Regions from separate parts of the Pan troglodytes genome. Here region 2 is linked to region 1. The links are chromatin contacts, called in public Hi-C maps. All regions are on one chromosome and are shown on one strand. Each heading gives the region's core, a stretch centred on a gene start, on an enhancer-like site or on the middle of the called end of the contact. The rest is flanking DNA. Distances are from core to core; before and after follow the strand shown.

Evidence for each region. A called contact is a pair of places that touch in the nucleus more often than the background predicts.
Region 2: a contact with region 1 is called in a Hi-C map of stem cell-derived neural progenitor cells, with 5 times the contacts expected there. The contact joins the promoter of TSSC4 here to the enhancer-like site in region 1. A contact is called at or near these places in 4 of 7 Hi-C or Micro-C datasets (blood, induced pluripotent stem cells and stem cell-derived neural progenitor cells) and 1 of 1 datasets of contacts at active chromatin or transcription factors (stem cell-derived excitatory neurons).

The regions. Positions count from the first base shown.
Region 1 is chr9:6,456,864-6,461,987 of NHGRI_mPanTro3-v2.0_pri, forward strand. No RefSeq gene overlaps it. Among named protein-coding and RNA genes, the nearest start is that of TH, 21 kb to the left of the region's middle. Within about 2 kb of position 1,283, at least 6 of the 24 cell types and tissues checked have an H3K27ac peak or open chromatin away from gene starts, as enhancers often do. A contact at or near this core is called in stem cell-derived neural progenitor cells, where this site is marked.
Region 2 is chr9:6,648,249-6,653,378 of NHGRI_mPanTro3-v2.0_pri, forward strand. It overlaps TSSC4 (tumor suppressing subtransferable candidate 4), which reads left to right and starts at 2,242. Exons shown (of 4, transcript XM_009459700.5): 1 at 2,242-2,780; 2 at 4,265-4,421; 3 at 4,582-4,623; 4 at 4,816-5,130. The coding sequence starts at 4,605.

The DNA.
Region 1 (5,124 bases), core at 33-2,532:
CGTGGTCCCTAAAGACGTCAAATCTGTGGGGATGGAGAGGAGAATGGGGCTGCGGGGGGCTGGCGGAGGGGATGGGGCGTGAGTGTTTCAGGGGACAGAGTTCGGTTTGGGAAGATGACAGAGTTCTGGAGATGACGGTGGTGATGGCTGCCCGGCAACGTGAACGTGCTTAATGCTGCCGAACTGTGCACTGGAAGTGGTTCAGATGAGAAGTTTTGTGTTATGTGTATTTGACCACAAAAAACTGGAAAAAGTATAACACAAATAAAGGGAGAAAAGCATGTTGACAAAGAGACCCCAGAACGAACTCTTCTGCTGAATGAGGGGCTGCCTCACGTGTTTTTCTTTGCCAGCCTGGAGTTTCCACCCGCAGTCAGTGTGCACAGAGGGCTGGGCTGGAGGCAGAGACCGGCCGGGTCAGTGGCAAGGCTGTCTCTCAGCAACCCTGGGGCAGAGCAAGCAGCTCCTCCCGGGAGGCCAGGGGGGCACTGGACACAGGCCCACTCAGGGGCCGGGCAGCTGGTGGGCACACCCCGTGGGTGCTGGGAGTGCACAGCCACTGAGGCAGCACCTCAGGGAGCCCTGGGGCGTGTCCCCTCTGGGTCTACACAGCACTAAGGCCGCCCCTGGGGCATAAGGTCGGCAGCCTGCCTCCCACGGCACTGCGCTGCCTGTGCCCTCCTCATGGGCAGAGTGGGCATCCAGAGCCTGGCAGGACCCCTTCTGGCTTGTTGTCCACAAGTCCCCAGTTACACAGCCCAGGCCGGCTTCTGAGGGGCACGGTGATAGAGCCCCTCCCCGCCCTCTGCAGGAAGCCGGGAAAGAAGGGTGGACCCTTCCCATTCCAGGCTGCTCCCGCCCCACAGGGAGGGCCGTGTTGGCAGTGAAGCCTGAGGCTCAGGGTCCAGGCAGAAAGCGCTGGTTCCTCCAGACCGCCAAGCGCGGTTGCTATTTATTTCTTCTCCATTAAAAGCCTCGGGACCATTTATTGATTTCTTGCTAAGATGTGTTATCGTCCATGATACAGCAAAGTGAACAAAACTGGAGAAAACAGGGGCAGAGGCGAAGGCGAACGCACGCGTGGCGGCCCTGCTAACGGGGCTCTGAGCATCTTGTTTCGCTGTCACCGCAGGAGGCCTTGCTGCCATCATCCCGCTGCGTGTCAGAAACCTTTTCCATGGCGTCTGTATCAATCCGCTTTTAACAAGGAAGAAGGAAGGGCCCGAGCCCGTGCCAGCTGCCTCGGGGTGAGGGCTGCCTGCCCCTGGGCCTTCGGCTGAGTAGGTTTGGAAAGCACTCCCTTTGTCTAATTACGCCTGATCCGGTATCCAGGGAAACAGCTGCATCTTAATCCTCAGGGCAGGACATTAGTTTGTCTTTTATCTGTCCACAATCGGCACCGGGGCCACGTGGAGCCAAATTGTGTTGACTTCTTGCACGCACGCGGAGGCTAATTGCAGGGACACGGAAAGCCAGAGACCCCTGAGAGTGGAGCAGCCTCCCAGTGTGCAGGGGGCAGAGCCGGGGGCTGCCCATGCTGAGCAAGCCCTGGGCACCTGCCTGGCAGGAAGGTCGGGGTGGAGGAAGCGGATGCAGGTGGCTGAGATTGCAGAGGGAGAAAGCAAAGGAGGAAGGAGAGAGAGGGAAGGAGGAGGATGAGGGAGGGGAAGGAGGAGGCCCTGAGGCTGTCTCAGGGAGGGGCCTGGGGCCTAGGACTCTGCGGAGGAGGAACAGAACTGTTCCCCAGTCCCCTTTGTCTGTTGACTTTGTCACCAGGCACATGCTAACCTTTCGGTGGACGAGGGTGTTGGTGACTTCAATTTGTTATTGAGGAAGCACAGATTTTTGTTTTCGTTTTGAGACAGGGTCTCTCTCTGTCACCCAGGCTGGAGTGCAGTGGCAGGATCATGGCTCACTGCAATCTCCATGGCCTCAATCAATCCTCCGACCTCAGCCTCCTGAGTAGCTGGGACTACAGGTACACGCCACCATGCCCTGCTAATTTGAAAACAATTTTTTGTAGAGACGGGGTTTCACTGTGTTGCCCAAGCTAGTCTCAAACTCCTGGGCTTAAGCGATGCCCCTGCCTTGACAACCCAAAGCATTGGGATTACAGGCTTGAGCCACCACACCTGGCCTGAAACCACAGTTTTTTAACTGAAAAAATAGGTATATATATATTTACGATTAAAAGAGTAACCCCACGCTCACTAGAAAAATGCAAAAGATACAGAAATGCATAAAGAAACCAAATGGCCTCAGAACTCCTAAAGCAAACACACGGACTAGGTAAAGTCCCCTGGGGAATAATCTGTGACCCCTCCTCCCCGAGCCTGGATAAATCAGGTGCCCTGTGTGGACACACCATGGGACACGAGATTCAAAGTGGTGGCTATGTCCGGGGAAGGAGGGAAGGAGGGAGGGAAGCACAGGGAGCCAGGGGCGTGGGCAGGGCTGGTTTCTTGTTCTTTAAATCGAGGTGCACGTGAGGCTAAGTCCAGGTTTGACAGAGCTGGGCGGTGGCCACTCCATGGTGCTGGTGATGACTATCTTTGTGAACCGAGACGGCCAATCATTAACATCCCCTAGACCCCTGGGGTACACCCTGGAGGGGCCCCTGGCTAGGTGTGGTGTGACTTCTCAGGGGGAAGCAGAAATGCACCCTCCTGGGTCACCCCCTCCAGGCTGAGACCCAAGGGGGTCTCAGTTCACTGTGGCCTGGGCAGCCAGAGGTCCCCAGCCACAGGCCCTGTGGTCCAGCCAGGGCTCCCGACCTCCCAGCTCCCCGGCCCCCCATATTCCACGCCCAAAGGAGGTGATTTGTCTCTCAGAAAGAGGGGGCTTGTTGGCTTAACCTGGGACACTCCTGGCCTGGCAGTCAATAGAGCAGCTGTCTCCAGGCTGGCCGAGGGCATGCCCGTGGGCAGGGGTCCATGTCGTGAGCTACCAGGGTGCCCCCCATGGTTGGGTGCTCTCCCCACAGCACAAAAACTCGGCTCCAAGGAGGATCAGCCATTCCCGGAGGGAGTGGAGGCTCAGGGACCCCCCACCAAGGGCCTGGTCTGGGGCAGCTGGGACTGAGCAGTCTTCTTCAGGGGAGCAGCCTTGGGAACCCCAGAAGGCAGAGCCCGGTGTCTCTGAGCTGACTCTGCAGGGGGGTGCACAGCGGCCGACCGCTGCAGGTGGGCCCCCTTCCCTCCCTCCCTTTCTCCCCTGTTTCCAGGGGTAAGGCTGGCTACAGCCCTGCCCACTGAGGGGCCAGTGTTGTCCTGGGCATCAGGCACTGGTGCAGGGTCTAACAGTGTCTAGGTAAACAGGAGAGAGGCTGCCTGGGGGCAGCTCAGAGGCCAGAACAGGGTTGGCCCTGGGGAGGTTGCTGTGTAAAAAGGAGGCCCAGCTTGGTGGCGCATGCCTGTAATCCCGGCCACTCAGGAGGCTGAGGCAGGAGAATAGCTTGTACTAGGGAGTCAGAGTTTGCAGTGAGCCGAGATTGTGCCACCGCACTCCAGCCTGGGCCACAGAGTGAGACTCCATCTCCTCAAAAAAAAGAGGAGGCCCAGGCTCGAGGCCTCATTTGGCCACTCTCCGGTGGGCCTCAGTGTCCCCACCTGGGCGGCATGTGTCCTTATACCAACCCCGTGGGCTACGGTGGGAATCAGCGGGGTGACAGGGTGCGATGATGGCTCAGGCAGATACAGTGGCGTCACAGGGCCTGGTGGGTGCACCAGCCCCAGACGGTCCTGCTGGCTATGGCACAAGATGTTCTCTCCCAGGATGTGCATCCTGACCTTGCCTGCGGGCACCGCTGAGCTGCTCTGCTCTGCGACACAGCGGCCCTGGTCTGTGTCACTGTGACAGGTGACACCATTGCTCCGCTCCACTGGGAGGTAGGCAGAGGCTCCAGGCAGGGGCAGGGTGTGCCGTGTGCTGTCCTCAGCAGCGGGGAGACCGAGGAAGGCACAGCTCTGTCAGGATGCGGGCTGGGGGTCAATTAAGGAGAGACCGTCCATGAGGGCAGCAGGGGCCCAAGTGGACACAGGGAGGGGAAAAGCAGGGGCAGGAATGGAGGCGCCATCGGGCCGGCCTGGAGCAGGGAGTACAGGGTGGAGCACGGGGTGGGAGCTCGGCACAGTGCCCAGCAGGGGCCCAGCCCCACCCTTGTTCTTGGAAGGGCCTCAGCTACAGGCCTGCAGGGAAGCTCCTGTTTACTGTCCGGTCCACCCTCGCTGGGGGCTACTATGAACCCCATGGAGGGCAGGCCCCTGGGAATCCACCCACAGGGACACCCCACCTGAAACCCCATACTCGAGGCCTAGCCCTCTGTACCCTCGGCCCCACGTTCTTCTCCCTCAAGACCCCAGACTCCAAACCCCGGGAGGTGAGGAGCTGGGGCCTGTGCCCGGGGACTTATCAGAGTAGTGCTGGTGTTGAAACAGCTGCGATTTGTGTGCACACATGGGAGAGTCAGAGCGTGTGAGCCCGGCCCTGTGTGCACACACATGGGAGAGTCAGAGTGTGTGAGCCCGGCCCTGTGTGCACACATGTGAGAGTCAGAGTGTGTGAACCTGGCCCTGTGTGCACACATGTGAGAGTCAGAGTGTGTGAACCTGGCCCTGTGTGCACACACATGTGAGAGAGCATGTGAGCCCGGCCCTGTGTGCACACACATGGGAGAGTCAGAGTGTGTGAACCTGGCCCTGTGTGCACCTGTGTGTGCATGCCGAGGGTCAATGGAAGACCAGGCCACCTGTGAAGGCCAGCTTAGCCTGCTGAGAGCGGTGATGGTGGCTGCAAGGGGGACAGGGAGGGAGGGGACAGCAGATGGGGAGGCGTTGGGTCCTGGTCCTGCCGCCCAGCTGGATCTGGGACCTGCCTGCAGGGACAGGGACAAACCTGAGCAGGCTGTGCGCCCTTCCTGGGCACAAGGGTCTCCATGGTGTGCACGGGTGCTTCTGCAGGGTATGGACGTGAGTTTGCTGCAGATGGGCTGAGTGTGTGTGCGTTTGTATGTGACTGTGTGCATCTGTGGGCTGAGAAGTTGCAAGTATGTTTCTCCCTGGATCATGTTGATCTGGGATATGGATGGGGTGGGGTCCTGGGTCCTGCAGCTTCCCTGGCCCCTGC
Region 2 (5,130 bases), core at 992-3,491, 190 kb after region 1:
TTTCCCAAGAGACAGCTTTGCAGGGCCATTTCAAAATACATCAGAGAAATATATTTTGGGGTAAAATACTTCGGTTTCTTTCAGGGCCTGCTGTCACGTTGGTATTTTATTACTACAGAGTCTGTTTTGTGAGTCTTAAGGTCTTTTTATTTTTAGACAGAGTTTTGCTCGTCACCCAGGTTGGAGTGCAATGGCGTGATCTCAGCTCACTGCAGCCTCCACGTCCCAGATTCAAGCGATTCTCCTGCCTCAGCCTCCTGAGTAGCTGGGACGACAGGCATGCACCACCACACCCAGCTAATTTTGTATTTTTAGTAGAGACAGTGTTTCGCCACGGTGGCCAGGCTAGTCTCGAACTCCTGACCTCACGTGACACACCAGGTTTTGGGATTACAGGTGTGAGCCACCACACCGGACTAAGGTCTCTGTTTTAACGTGAATGCTGGTCAGCTGTGCCTATGAGGCACGTTCGGCCACCCACAGTCATCATGGCCTGAACGAGCTTTTCAGGTTTACTTTAGAATGCATTTGGCCAAGAGGTGCCCATTCAGTTGGTTGGGGTTGCTTAGAATTTTACTTTGGGTTTAAACCAGGGAGCAACTCCAGGTAGCAAGGGCCCTTTTTGGGAGCGTTCTCTGTATTCTCTTTTGGGAGAGGCCCTGTGTTGCCTGCAGCCACTTCCACCCTGCCCCTTGGGCACACAAGGGGTACACAGTGTAAGCAGGTGGGCAGGAGGGGTCGGGCAGCCAGGGAATGCAGTGAGATGGGCTTGGGGTAGGGGCTGGGTGCGCTGCAGGACTCCTCTTCCTCCTGAGGGATGGTAAAGGATGGACACACTGCCCCCTCCCGAGCATTTGAGGGTCTCTGCCCTGCCCATCTGTTACCTGTAAATGTTCCTTTGAGGAGCTGATGGCTCAGGCCTGAGCCACATCTCAAAGGGTCTGGAGGAGAAGAAAGACCTCATCCTACTAGGGAGCCCACCCAGCCCACCAACGAGCGGTGGTTGGGGGCAGACAGGCTGTGGGGCTAAGGAACCCCTGCACTCCCCCGTCCTTTTCCCTTTGTCTGAGCACCTCCAGCCAGTGGGCTTGGTCTAGACTCTCCTATCTTTCCCCACATCGTGGGGTGGGGCTTGCTCTGGGTTAGGCTACTTTTCCCTAGTTGTGGGGAGGGGGGTGCTGGCACATTTCACTGTTCTCTGGAGGAAATGAGTGCCTGGGAATTCATGTCTAGGGCTCCCAGCAGCCTCTTTGCAGGCCAATTTGGAAACTGTCCCCAGCCCTGCATTTTAGGGGGTTACAGAGTCTCTCAGCAGGCCCTCCTCCCCTGCTGCTCCCAACTTGCAAGCCTGCACTGGTTGGGAGAACAGGATGGTCCAAGGAGCCCCCTTTCTACTTTCCGCTGTGTTCCCTGTGGGGAGGGAAGAGCAGTTTAAGAAATAAGGAATCCCAAAGGTGCACAGCAGACCGGGGGCCGAGGAGTGGGTACTGCTTCCCCTCCTTTTCTCTAGGCTGAGCCACAGCAGGTCCTTGAATCCTATTTCCCAGCGGATGCCAGGACAGCAGGCCCTGGGGGAGTTCTCTCTCGAGCCTTTCAGAGGGACCAGAGGTCTAGCAGCCAAGGGGAACTCAGAATCCTTGAGTGTGTGGGGCAGGACCTCTCCCAGCTGAGAAGGGGCACAAGGTGCCAACCATCTAGGGCCCAGTGGCCAAGGAGCACGCCGCTTGTCGCAGGGAGAATCTGGGCCCTGGTCCTCCCTTTCAGGGCGGGCAGCTGACCTGCCCCCTGCCGCGGACAGGCGAGGCCAGGCTGCTGGCTCGCAAGCATGGCGGAGCCCAAACCTTCCCTGCTGCCGCCCACCCAGCCACGGCTGACTTGGAAGCTTGAGGAGCGTTCAGCGGCCTCCATCCTGCCCGGGAGGACCGGGGACCTGGAAGTGCCTGGCCCTCGCTTCCCTGCAGCGCCCTAGGGGGACGTCTCAGTGCCTCCCGGAGCCCGGACCAATGCACCAGAGCTGAGGACCCAAGGGTGTGAGGGTGGCCGGGCAGTGGCCCCGAGGACGACGCCCCACAAGTTTGCGGCCAGGGCCCAGCAAACCCCTAGGGGTGGGAAAGCGTCGGCCCAGCCAGCGGGTCCAGCAGGGCCGCCCCCTTCACCCGTGGCCCAGCGGTCACGACCTCGCGTCCTCATCGCGGGCTGGGACTGCCTCTGCGTCTGGCCTGAGCGGGACCGTGGGATCCTGGGGAGCCCCGCCTCGGTGCACTGACAAAGCCCAGCAGGAGTGACGGTTACCGCTTCCGGTCAGGACCGGAAGTGCCGGGAACGGCATTCGTCCCCCGTGCGAGATGACGCACTTCCTGCCTGAGGCGGCCGCTGTTCTCGCGGCTTCCGGCAGGTGGCGCTGAGACCGCGGGAAGCCAGCCTGGCTGTCGGTTAGCCCTCGAGCATTCTGGGAATTGCAGGCCTGGCCCCTCCTCTTCCTGTTCTTGGTCAATTCCGGTCTTGATTCTCCAACAAATGCCGTCGTTTCCGGGGCTGCTTCCGAGCCGGACCCAAGGGCCGGGGCGTGGAGGAGTAGAGGGGCGAGCGCATGCGCACAGGACTACACGTCCCGACAGGCGTCGGGAGCGGCGGCCCAGTTCCTTGTGGGAGCTGTAGTTCTGCAGGCGCGGAAGCCGTGGTGCTCGGCCGGCAGAGCACTCGGTTTCCCAGAGGGCTGAGCGCGCCGCACGGAGGTGCGGCGCCGACCAAGATGGAGACTGCCGAGCAGCCTTGAGCCGGTAGGTTTGTGGTGAGGGAGGACGGGCCGCGCGGGCCGGCCGAGCCTCCGGGAGGTCACCGAGCGCAGCTTTAATACCTGAGCTCGAAGGCCCCGCTGTGCTCGCCGACCCTCGTACCTCGCGGCCGGGCCCTTGGGACCCACAGCATCCTTGTGAGGCCCGGAGGCCTGTCCAGCCCGACTGGACAGTGCCGAGGGGCACCGAGAGCCAGCTTGGCACCGAAAGTTCGTTCGGGGAGGTCTTGCTGGCACATATAGTGGAGAAAGGCCGGGCTCTGCGTTCATGTGGAGAAAGAGACGGCTTCCTTCAGCCTACGGACATGAAGGAGTCAACTCTACCTTCCACTCGTTGCCGGCTTTCGCCGAGAACCCCGAGAAACGGACTACCGGAGTCCCTATCTTGCAGCCCGATCCCCGCTCCCCCTCGGAGTGCCCCGCTGACCAGGCTGCTTCTGGCCGCGGCGGCGTTCCGCTGCAGAGGACGGGAGTGCGAATCTGGGAAGCAGGGTTCTGGTTGAACTCCAGCTTCGTCTGCAACATACTGTGTGACTTGGGCAAATTATTTCCCCCGCCCCGTTCCTGCCAGCTTTAAAACGGTCATCAGTGGGGGGTGCTGGGTATCCCCTTTCACTGGGGTGGCTTCTTCACTGAGGAGAGTCGCGCCTCAGAGGAATTGAGGTCCTGCCTGTGTTCGACCTGGTGGGGGGCACTAAGAGCCCCCAATAGTACCCCTGACCCCATCCTTATGGGGTGCACAAGACACAGGTCACCCTCGGCGGGCAAGGAGTTTTGGTAGCAGGAGAGAAGTCAGTGGATGGATGGCCGAGGACAGTGCAGAAGGGTGTGGCTGGGCCGTCTTTTTTGCCTGGAAATTCAAGCTCCGAGGCACCCAGTCACTCCAGCACTAAATGGGTGCAGGAGGTAGCACTTGTCTGCCCAGCTGGAAAGGCAGGGTATGTGCTGAGTGTTACAGGAGGAAGGCCACTGGAGGTCGCTCCAGGAGCTGCGGGGATTTACCTCTGCCTAACAGGGCTGCTCAAGGTGATGGTCGACACCCCACTTTCCTGAGAGCTTGACCCTCAGATGCCAGGGCCTTGGCTGCAGATTCCTTGGGAGCTCCCGGGGATCTTCCAGCAAATAGGAGCAAATCTTTTCCCCGTGGATCAGGAAGGTGCACGCTCTTTGTGGAATACGACTGCTCACTCCGCACAGCAAGCAGCTTATAAGTGGCCCTCCTGCCTGATCTCAGCCCTGGGTTCAAGCCCTGGGTGGCTGCTTACTACCAAAATCGCTCAGTAGCTCCAAGCCTGCCTGCAGAGGGTTGGCACGATTAAATGAGGTGACGAGTCAAAAGTCCCTACCCTGGGTCCTAGCCTGTCAGGGGCTCCGAAAACCCAGGCTCAGGTCGGTCCTGCCCGGCACCTGTTTCACACATGTGCGCTCCGGTCTGAGGTTGGTCCTCTCCCCCACCCCACCCACCTGCAGTTGAGCAGCTGAACAGAGGCAATGCCGGGGCACTCCGAGGCCTGAGACGACCACGCCTGTGCCGCTGAGGACCTTCATCAGGGCTCCGTCCACTTGGCCCGCTTGGCTGTCCAATCACACTCCAGTGTCAACCACTGGCACCCAGCAGCCAAGAGAGGTGAGAGGAGGGCTTGGAGGGGGAGGCGGGACTCCACCCTGTGTGAGACAGTTCTGTCAGTTGACCCTCCACTTGTCCAGGGGCAGTGGATCTGCAGGGGGAACTCATTCTCAATACTGTTCCTCCTGAGAAACAAATTTTCTGGGCTGTTTTGGTTTAGGTGTGGCGTGGCCCTGGGGACGCATGGCTGAGGCAGGAACAGGTGAGCCGTCCCCCAGCGTGGAGGGCGAACCCGGGACGGAGTATGACACGCTGCCTTCCGACACAGTCTCCCTCAGTGACTCGGACTCTGACCTCAGCTTGCCCGGTGGTGCTGAAGTGGAAGCACTGTCCCCGATGGGGCTGCCTGGGGAGGAGGATTCAGGTCCTGATGAGCCGCCCTCACCCCCGTCAGGCCTCCTCCCAGCCACGGTGCAGCCATTCCATCTGAGAGGCATGAGCTCCACCTTCTCCCAGCGCAGCCGTGACATCTTTGACTGCCTGGAGGGGGCGGCCAGACGGGCTCCATCCTCTGTGGCCCACACCAGCATGAGTGACAACGGAGGCTTCAAGCGGCCCCTAGCGCCCTCAGGCCGGTCTCCAGTGGAAGGCCTGGGCAGGGCCCATCGGAGCCCTGCCTCACCAAGGGTGCCTCCGGTCCCCGACTACGTGGCACACCCCGAGCGCTGGACCAAGTACAGCCTGGAAGATGTGACCGAGGTCAGCGAGC